Regions from separate parts of the Mus musculus genome. Here region 2 is linked to region 1. Evidence: chromatin contacts called from public HiChIP or PLAC-seq data. All regions are on one chromosome and are shown on one strand. The core of a region is the stretch at or near the end of the contact, and the rest is flanking DNA. Distances in the headings are between cores, read along the strand shown. Region 1 holds the start of Trp53inp1 (transformation related protein 53 inducible nuclear protein 1). Region 2 holds the start of Rbm12b2 (RNA binding motif protein 12 B2).

Region 1 (5,281 bases), core at 858-3,357:
TGATGGAGGCCTATGGTGGCTGTCTCTGGAAGCATCATTTACCTCAGGTTGTTTCTGTCATAACAAGGTACTGCTTTCACAGCCCCCCCCCCCCTTGGTTTTTTCGAGACAGGGTTTCTCTGTGTAGCCCTGGCTGTCCTGGAACACACTCTGTAGACCAGGCTGGCCTCGAATTCAGAAATTCACCTGCTTCTGCCTCCCAAGTGCTGGGATTAAAGGCATGCACCACCACTGCCCGGCTGCTTTCACACTTTTGCCTTTAGGAATAACAAACTTATTAAGCTGCACGAGGTAAGTTTTTTTTTTTTTTTTTAAGAAAAAAACTAGACTTTTATAATTGTTAATAAATTTTGGTTCTAAATGGGAAGATGACCTCTAGATGGGTTCCTTCCCTCCTCCACCCCAAACCCCCAGGGACACAGTGGCCTCTAGATGGATTGATTCTTAAAGGGAAACAACAGATGGTAGGGCTCCTAACATAGCAATAATATTTGACAGAAAATATTTGATTTGCCAAAATCTAAAATCCAGACTGAGCACAGATCACCCTTGAAGCATGTATGGTCAAATGATCAACACATACTGATCATTACCTGAGTGTCAGACCAATTCTCTGACTCCCTGCAGAGAGCAGAGGGTCTTGGAGATCAAAACCCATTTCTCCCCTGGAAGGCTCGGTGTTTTAAGTGTTTTTTTGTGGTCTGGAATGGGTTCCCCTCTCCTAATTTGGGGTTGGTAAATTAAACAACAGGGAGCTGATGGGCCCACAGTTTCAGGAAAACATGTCCAGGACTAGCCTGGACCAATCACCAAGAAGAGAACCCCTGCTGACAGGAGAAAAAGCACACAAACAAGGTCTTTGTCTCATGTCAAGAGGACGAGGAAGAAGCCAGATATTTGTCATCTTTATCTATAACCTGTTTCTTTGTCCGCACATCTGTATAGCCCAGCGGTTCTCAACCTTGTTAATGCTGTGACCCTTTAATACAGTTCTCATGTTGTGGTGACCCAAATATAAAAACTGTTTTTGTTACTATTTCATAAGTATAATTTGCTACTGTGAATTGTAAATATCTGTGTTTTCCGATGATGTTTTCTTAGGTGACAAACAGGCTGTGACTCGATGGTCTATCCGAGACCTAGGAGTCTCTTGAGACTACCAAGGCCAGAAGATTACATCTCAGCCCCACAGAATCCATATAACTGACAGGACCAACATGACTCCTGTCACTCCTAGTTAATCCCCCAATGTATGTGCAGTAGAGCTTTGGATTAGACTCTCTTTATAAATGTAGTGTCTCATTTTCTTCTCACTATAAATAGCTGGTGAGGACCTAGGCGTCCTGTGAATGTTTACATTTTGTAAAAAAGGTCATAACCTCCTCAGTTCTTATAAGGCTTTAGATGCAGACCCCTGGGAAGAAACAGAGGTAATTCTTCACTCGGGGTTCCTCTTTTCGGAAGTTAAGGCCCTTTAGGCCGAGTTCTGGCCTCCTCTGCCCGACTTTTGTCTTTCTAGAGCAGACTCTTGGGGGGCAAGACCTGAGAGCTTCCTGTTCAAGTTCATAAGGCAGACTAGGCCCCGGCTTACTGTCTAAGGGGTGAGGAATGAGTGGGACACAGGCATCCCATGTATTTGGGGCCCTGACTTCTTTTAAAACAATGTCCAGCGGTGGGTTGCCTTCAGCATCGCGACTATTGGTTTCTCTCCACACTGACCAGAGGAGCAACTACTATCCCTAACCAGCCCCTCAGCAAAAGGGGGCTGAGTGCCTTGTACCCACACTCTGGGCTCCTCACTCAGCCGAAGCGGCTCCGGGGGTCGGGCTCTTCTCCTCTCGGTCCCGCCGGCTCCCACCACGGCCAGTCCCGGGCCGCTGTTCTTCCCCCTCCTCCCGCTCACCCGGAGTGTTCTCCGGCTCCCGCTTTGTTGCCCGGGCTTGTTTCTGCCCCGGGCGCGCCGCCGGCCCAGTGCCAGGTCACGTGCGTTAGTGACAACCTCTCGCAGGGCGGCCCCGGAGGCCCCCGCGCAGCCGATTGGTCGGCCTGCGGCTGGCGCGGCTCGGGGCGGGGCTGGGAAGCCGATCAGCTGTTCCCAGAGCTGCACAACAACAAAAGGACCCGGACGGGCCGGCGGCGGCCAGGGCAGCGACCGCAGCGCAGGAGCCCGGCCTGCCGCAGCTACCTCAGCACCCGCAGCTCTGCTCGGCTCACGTAAGTGCGGGCTACACAGGCGGGAGGGCGGCGGTTGGTTGCCCGCTCTCTGGCTTTCATGCCGGACTCTCTCCCTGCCGTGACGAGCACGGCGACACCGAGAACCTGCGGGTGACGGGAAACCTGCTCCGTTACCCGGAGACCCGCCCGACCCCTCCTGACCTCGCGCATCACCGAGCCTGCACCTGTGGGGAGAGCACTTCCCGTCGCTTCCGTCCTCATCAGTTTGGTCGCTGGCACTTGGGGTGTGCTAGAGACTGCTGTGGGTTCTAAATACTTCGTTTCAGTCGCGACCGCCCTGCGAGGCCCCAACATTGCTTATTTAAGCGGAGGAAACTTGGAGGCACAGAAAGTAATTTTAAGGCCACACAGCTAACTAAAAGGAAGCGGTGTTTACTATTTGCAGAGGGATTTCACGTGCAATTCCTTCATTTTGCTTCCACTTTCACGGTGTGTTTACTCCGTGTAAAAGTTCAGAGCAGATTAACGGGGAACCCCTTTCCACCTGTTAACTCCTTAAAGACTAAAGGAGTTCCTGGCTGAAAGAGCTCTTTCAGAATGCTGAGTAGTTTTGAGCTTGGGTCTTCGGACCGACATCATTACAAATGCCCCAAGATCTTTCTCCCCCCCCCCCCCCTTTGGTTTTATTCGAGACAGGGTTTCTCTGTATAGCCCTGGTTGTCCTGGAACTCACTTTGTACACCAGGCTGGCCTCGAACTCAGAAATCTGCCTGCTTCTGCCTCCCAAGTGCTGGGATTAAAGGCGTGCACCACCACGCCCGGCTATGCCCCCAAGATCTTAAAAATCACATCTTTGGTGGTGATTGTAAGGTGTGAAAACACTAGGCAGCTTGTACAAGCCTCAGCCACTATAATTTTCAAAGTCCTTGCTGGAAACCATGGCCTACTAATTTTTGTGACCAGTGTCTCTTTTGTTTTTCATCTTGTCTTTTACTCCTTTCTGCTCCCTAGTGTATTTCTCATGGAAACGACTGCTTTCAAAAGTTAAGGTTAACAAAGCAGTGAATTACCAACCTAACCGCTCTCTGTTCACTGTTTTCAGACTTCTGAACAGGATGTGGTAAGTCCTTGTAAATTAGCTAAATAGACAGAGGTGTAAGGAGCACAGGCAACTCTTTTGGCTTGGTATTTTTGTAGTTCAAAATTGATTTTTAAATTACTTGAATCAAAGGTGGCCCATGCCACCAAGTACTAAACAGGTGGCAGTGGGAGAATCAGTTCAAGGCCATCCCTTGTTTCTGACTAAAAGAACAAACCTTTTTATTAGCATCTTTGTTTTTTTGAACTGCTAGGTTCTCTTCTTCCACCATGTATATTCTGGGGATCACACTCAAGCCATCAGGCTTGCCACCATACACGTTGCCATGTTGAGTTATCTTTCTGGCCCATAAGAAATCATTTTTGTTTGTTTGTTTTGTTTTAATTTATTTATTATTATATCCAAGTACACTGTAGCTGTCTTCAGATGCACCAGAAGTGGGCATCAGATCTCATTATGGATGGTTGTGAGCCACCATGTGGTTGCTGGGATTTGAACTCAGGACTTTCAGAAGAGCAGTCGGCACTCTTAACCACTGAGCCAGCTTTCCAGCCCCACAAGTAATCGTTTTAAGGTTGCTTTTCATCAGTATGTTTAGCCAGCTGGTATTTCAAAACTGCATTCATCAAAGTTGTGGGTGCTTTTGTTGTTGTTTTTAATTTTAAAAGATGTTTTTGGAGCCTCCTGCTGGCAGCCAAAGCCACTGAAAAGTGCTAGTCTCTGAAGTTTTTAGAATCAGGCTGGAAGGAGCCTGAGGTCATGTGCAGGGAAAAGCAAGGAAGGCACCAGGTTGAAAGGATTCCTGCCCTACTGCTGCCTCAAGACACCAGCTCACTTGCTGTTGGGCAAGTTATTTTCACTTCATTCTGGAGCTCAGTTTCCTCATCACAGGTCAGAGAAATAAATCTCTCAACTGCCTATCACAAACCATAAGCATTCTGAGATATATGTATATGTACATATATATGTATATATATATATATATGTACACACACACACACACACACACACACACACACACACATATATATCCTTCAAAGAAAAAAATATATAACTAATTCCCACATGTGGTAGAAGGACCAAGTTTCCAAAATCAACAGTTAAGTCCACACCATCTTTCCCTGGGTATGTATCTCAAAACTGAGAAAAGTGCCTGCTGGGTGGTGGTGGCCCATGCTTTTAATCCCAGCACTAAAAAGGCAGGCAGATCTCTCAGGAGTTTGTGGCCAGTCTGATCTACAGAGTGACTTCCAGGACAGCTAAAGCTACACAGAGAAACTGTCTCAAAACAAAAACAAAAACCAAACCAAGAAAGGCATACCAGCAAGATCTTACAAAGTAATCACTCCACTGTAAGTTCTCAAAGGAGAATGTTTTACCCACAAGTAAACTCAGCTACTTTCTCTGTCCACAAAATATTTTACTCATATGTGATAAACAAGATAAAATGTTAAATTTTAGGTATGACTTTTAAAAAATTATGCCTATAAGAAAACCAAAAAACAAAGAACAAAGGAAAATGGGCCAGATGCTAACAATGATTAGACAGAGTGGTAGAACAGAATCAATTCATCTTCATGTTCTCAACTTATTATGACTTACTTTTGTTCATCTTGGAGATTAAAAAGAAGATAGCATGTATTTTTGTAATGCAGGATAGATATTTTATATTTTTGGTTGTGAGCCTAGCCTTTAACGGCTGAGCCATCTCTCCAGCCCAATAGAGATATTTTAAAGCAAGCAAACAGTAATGGGTAACACTTCTTGGGTAGATGATCAATGACCATATGGGCAAACTCTGAAGCCTTGCTGCTCCTCTTGGTTTCTACAAAGAACCTGCTCCCCTCTTGGAGCTACCATCTCTGGGGAGGTGCCAAAAGGAATAGTGGCTATTAGAAGGGTCATTTTCTGGGTCATCTGTGGAAGGACAGGGTATTCAAGTTTAGGATGAGTTTTAAAAGATGTTTAATTTTTATCTCCCCCCCCCCACACACATGTACAGAGAGA
Region 2 (5,630 bases), core at 773-3,272, 930 kb after region 1:
GAATTAATGGTCACAAGAGTTTACTAATTCACATTTCTTCCCTTGCTTTCCTGTCAGGGTACCTCACTAGACGCCTCAGGTTATTTCTTTTCTATTTCTATTCTACTTTTCTTAGGCGGCTTTCAGGTGCCATCCTAAGGATTCCCTGCCAGAGACTGACTCCGGGGAATGAGTTCCTGGAGGAGGGTAGGGTGGTGGCGCCTGGGTGACTGATCTCATTGTGTCAGCCGTATCCTCCCAGGAAACCCTTTCTTAGGTTTGATAGCTGTGCATTTTCTGAAACATTCTCCAAATAAAATGTCTGGAGTGCTGGCTGTCAGGAGTGCTTTATTTTGGTCAGAGTCCATCCACCCCCAAACCGCCTCACCTAGTGCATCCCGCCGCTGGTTGGCGCCACAGGGGGCACAGGAGAGCGCCGAGATGTCAAAGTACTGGTTGAAGTCGCAGGTCTCAGGCCGCCGGAAAGGGAAGGAGAAGATTTGTGCCCATGAGACTTCGCAGAGAACTAAGAGAAGGTAGGCGGTGCCAGTCCGGGATGAAGAACGAGATCTGACCGCCATGGCCGCCACAGGCCTTGTACGCGTCACCATGGTACCCATATCCTGGGTCCGCAGTCTCCAGCTCCCCAGCAGCCTCCTCGGTGAGTCCGCTGAGCTGATTGGACAACAGGGTTCAGAAAAAAAAAAAAAAAAAAAAAAAAAAACTCAACCTTGCGACGCCTGGTTGCTAGGTTACCACGCACGCGGGAAACAATGGATCAGACATATGCTAAATAAATTAGGGGCGGTTATTTAAAATGTATTTAAAACTCTGGGACGCAGTCAATTTACCGTGTCAGGAAATACTACTACAGCAATGGAAAATATATGGTTTTAGCACTTAAAAGTGTTTCATGAAAGTGGCAATCACACCTACATGACAGTTTACCCAGGGGATTAATTTTGACAACAAAGGAGGTGCCCTATGTTTTTACTTTTTTTGTTTGTTTTGTTCTGATTTTCGAGACAGGGTTTCTCTGTATAGTCCTGGCTGTCCTGGAACTCACTTTGTAGGCCAGGCTAGCCACGAACTCAGAAATCCCGCCTGCCTCTGCCTCTACAGTGCTGGGATTAAAGGCGTGCACCACCATGCCCGGCTTTGTTTTTACATTATTTAAAAAACACTAAGGGTAGGGATTGTTTCAAGTCCTGAGTTTGAGTTTTAGCAAAGCAATACAAACAGAAACCCTCATTGATTTTATATATAATACCTTTATGACAAAAGTCTAGGAGAAACCTTGCCTACTGAATCTTGATTTCATACTTTCTCTGTATTGTGCATAAAGCACCCTACATATACACCTCATCTCACTTGGTTTGAGAACCAAATTTGGATATACATGAATATTGCCTATTAAAGTGCACAGCCTTGCAGACTGTTAGCGCAACAATGCCTAATAAAAGCCTCATTCTCCCTTTCTCCCCTGTCCCTGGTTCTCCTCCCTCTCCCAGAGGATAACTCTATTTCCCATCCCAATAAACCCCCGACTGGAGAACTGCCACATAGTGTGATTGTTGGGAATTGTCACATACACCTAACAGCACAGTAATAAAAGGTTGAAGGGATGCTTTCTGTAATACATACTTTAGGTAAGGCAGCCCGAAGGCCTGTTGTAAATACAGCTTGCTTTTATCTGCCTATGCAACTGCCCTGTTTTTCTCAGGTTTAACAGAAATCACAGGAGAGGATGGAAAACTCTGCAGCTTTCCACTTCCAAAGCGGTTCATTATGATGAAAAGAAAAAAAAGAAACCTTTTTGATTTGTATATTTTACAATTGCCTCACATCCCCGCCCCCCAGTGGAAGTTTTCAGGGGTGGGTCAGGGGCTCACAGATTGCCTAGAAATAGAGCATGCACAAAACCATACTACACTGCAGAGAACAGCCTTCCTCACTCACACCCGCCAATCACTGTAACCGAAGCAGTACGTCTGCGCACGCGCGTTCAGAGCGCCAAGGGGTGGCTGGTTGGGCCTGGATTGCGCATGAGCAGAGAGACGGTGCATCGGTTTGTCCGGACCGGAGGGGAGTGTGGTCTCCATTTTCTTCCGGCCGTGTTGGGCCTGGTAGGCCGTGCGGAGACTGCGGCGTCGAGGAGCGTCCCTTCTCCGTTTGTGTGGTGTGTGGTGACTGCCCGGTGCGAAGCACTTCTCAGGATGCCGGGCATGGGGCAAGGGAGGGGGTGAGAGCCGGAAGCACGGGCGTGCTGGGCGGGGGGCGAGCGCGGCTGGTGCGGTTAGGGCGGCGCTCGCTGACCCCCGACTTCCTCCTGTCAGCCTCCGTGTGGCGGCGAGTGAGCTTCCTGGGATCTTGACAGCGAAAATCTCGGAGCAGCGCCTAGGTATTTCTTTTCTTTGCCATGTCCACGTTGGTAGCGGCGCGGGAAAGGCCGGTTTTCTCGGGCTGGAGGTGCGCAGAGCGGCGCGGTGAGGTTGGGAGCCAGTCCCCTCGGGCGAGCTGGGGTGGTGCGTTTGCCCTCAGGACCGCGGAGCGCAAAGGAACGCGGGTTGGGCGGTCCTGGTTAATCTGAAAGCCGTCGGGCACCGAGTCTGGGGGCAGTATCAGATCCGACCTAGGATGTTGGCCTGGCGCTAAAAGAAGGAAACTCTGATCGTTGGCTCGGAGCGTGGACTAAGTCGAATCGCAGTCTCCGGAGGATTTCCCCATCGATGATGATGGATAACGGGGGAAGCGTGTGTCCTGTGGAATCGTCTTCACTTAACGGTTCCTGACCCGGAACTATGGCCCTATGTGGTCATGACGCCTTTTTATTTTAAACATCTACATCATAAAAGGCAGATCTTATCAGAGGATATTTGTGGACTGAGGTAGATTTTCTGCAAGGAAAATTCTTATTTAGGATTTTAATGGTTCTTGATACTGGGTAGTAAGAACGTTGGAGGCACATAGTAAAACTTGTCTCTCTTGCCAGGTCTGGAAAATGGCTATGTTCGTTAAAATCAGCTCTTAAGTCCAGCCTACTGATGTCCTCTGCATCATGATTAAAAGATGCACACATAAGATCATTTATTTAAGGTGATCTAAATGGAAGGATGGCTTGGTAAAATTAGCAACGTTGATTAACTTATGTTTATCATTAAATGAAATTTCAAGGATCCCCTCCCTTTTCGTAGCAGTTCAATAGAGGCCTGACAGCAGTGGCATCACTAAACAACAGGGTTATTGTGTTGTTCGATATTTGTGCAATGGCATCCAAAACTAGGACAGGATAATTTGTGCTTTGACTTTGGAGCAGGCTGATGTGTCAGTAGACTTTCTGGAGATTGTAAGGAAATAGTGTATACTTTGAGTCTCTGAGATGTTCTCTTAGACGGTCCTGATTGTGGGCGAATGATACCTTACCCTGCTATGGCAAGGACATGAAAGTTTAAACATTAGCTTTTATTTGACAAATTAGAACAAACTTATGGTCCGTTGGATTGGAATTGAATCACTTCGTGCCTGTGAAACTGCTTAATGAAGAAGATTTTAGTTAAGACAAACAGAAAAGGTGATTATTAAGTCAGGATGTGTTGTGAGAGGCAACTTTAAATTGGTATGTGCTTTTTTCCTTGACTCTCTCAGAATTTATGTATTTGTAGCCGAATTCTTATCCTCGGGGTATATCGCTCTTTTTGGATTTGAAAAAGTTTAAAGACAGACAAGTTGAAATCAGCCAAGTCAGTTTCCCTAGGAGTCTTAGAATTTGGATGTGGACAGGTTTCAAGGAGCCGTTTTTAGTTTTCTTTGAAGGTTGTGAATATTGACTTGTTGAAATCAAACTTACAGGTTTCTTTTCGTTTGTTTGGATCTAGTGTTTGTATGCTTTATATTTTGTACTGCAAAGATTTTAATAACAAAGCTCAATAATTTCCATATGTAGTGTGCTACATACAGTGTAGTTCCATTATTTTACTGATTAACTTTTGGATTAAGCATTTAATCTGTAGACCCTCCCCACCTGTTTGTTAAAGACAGCTTTTCAAACTTGAAGATCAATTTTTATTTGTAAACTAATAGTAGTTACAATGATTTATTTTTCAACTTTAAAAAGATACTTGGTAAATATTGTTTGGTTGTCTGTGAAAGTGCTACTAGTAAGTTTTCCTAGACAATATGAAGCTGAGTTGGTTTTTTTTTTAAATAATAGATATTGGCAATTCCAATATTCAAAACTAGTAAGTCTATATATTTACTTTTCTATATTATTAGTAAGGCTTTCATAATGTAAGTGTGCAGGATAGTTTTTTTTAAAGTGTCTGTTGGTAGAGTTGAACTCAAAGTTGGTACAGTGTGTGTTTTTGTGTATGCCTGAGATAAATTTTAGTAGTCTAGTAGTAAGTCTAGTAGTAAGTGTATGAAATGAGTGACATTGAATATTTTAAGTTTTTCTTTAGGGAAGGTATAGTATTTTCCTTAATTACAACATAATGACATTTATTTCTGTATTGGTAGTATGCAGAACTAAAATTTGGATCCATATGGTAGCCATTGGTTTGGATTTATTGTATAATATTGATAGTTTTGGAACTTTGGTAGTTTTCTTACTATAGTATTTTGAATTGTTGCTTTGTTCAATTTAGTGTTATGTTTTGGAAGGGTGCAGAATGGCATGTGAGTTGGATATAAGTATGAACTACATGTTTGGATCACTGTTAGGTAAAGTGATGTGAGGCTGTTAAAAATACTTGGTCTCAAAACTGATGTTTTACTCCTGAAATAGATTTTAAGTACATGTAAAACTTCAGTATATTAGCATGTGATAAGCTAGGACTTTATTTAATAATAGAATTCAATGGGCTTTGAAATATTTATATGCTCATGTATAGACCACTACTCTCAAACTATCTAATACTTTCTTCATATTCTTTTCAAGCAAGTTCCAACCAAGTAGTATAACTTTGATCACACTTTTCTTTTTTTTCATTGTACCTCCCAATTGTCTGTTCTGGTGTTATAGTTCCTTTTGCCGAAGTATAATCAGTTTCCCTTTAGGACAAAAAAGACTACTTATAATGGCTGTACTTGTGATACCTTATATTGTTTTACTTTAATAGGTAATTCTGAAATGGATATCAGGCATTGAGATTGATTGTAGAGTTCAAAGATTAATTATATTTCATTTTCTTTCCACAGTTAAGTTGCTTTTACAGAATAAACAGGTCTCCAAGAAATAAAAGGCAAAGGTAAGAGATCAGAGTGTAAGGCTTCCACAGTAGTGTGACGAAATCAGATAGATTAGTGGATCCTTGTACTCATTATTCTGTTTTTTACATGGTGACCAGTTGATAAAGTGTTAGGCAGCTGAATATCGGGAGCAGAAGTTGTATTCTGACCGTAGTTGGCTTTTCTGGATATGTAAACTCTATTGTGGTTAGTGAGAGGCAGACTGCATAGGAGTCAGTGCTTCTAAAGGGTCTGAAAGTACTTTTGTCTTGTTGTGAAGTAGCATTTGGCAGACTTACAAAGGAAGATTTGATATTTTGATGATCCTATTGAATAGGGTAGGTGATGTGAAAATATTTAAGGCAGTTGGTTTATTTGTATGTTTATATAGGAGAACATGCATTTGTTTTAAGAGTTAGATAACA

The links. HiChIP or PLAC-seq counts read pairs in DNA pulled down with a chosen protein or histone mark.
Region 2: an H3K27ac HiChIP or PLAC-seq map of microglia shows a contact between it and region 1, with 8 times the contacts expected there. The contact joins the promoter of Rbm12b2 here to the promoter of Trp53inp1 in region 1. A contact is called at or near these places in 2 of 115 datasets of contacts at active chromatin or transcription factors (memory CD8 T cells and microglia) and 1 of 9 other capture datasets (adipose tissue).

What each region holds. Positions count from the first base shown.
Region 1 is chr4:11,154,334-11,159,614 of GRCm38.p6, forward strand. It overlaps Trp53inp1 (transformation related protein 53 inducible nuclear protein 1), which reads left to right and starts at 2,108. Exons shown (of 4, transcript NM_021897.4): 1 at 2,108-2,214.
Region 2 is chr4:12,087,348-12,092,977 of GRCm38.p6, forward strand. Rbm12b2 (RNA binding motif protein 12 B2) reads left to right here and starts at 2,023. Exons shown (of 4, transcript NM_198957.2): 1 at 2,023-2,176; 2 at 2,316-2,380; 3 at 5,176-5,225. Tmem67 (transmembrane protein 67) reads right to left here and starts at 610. Exons shown (of 28, transcript NM_177861.5): 1 at 368-610. The coding sequence starts at 590.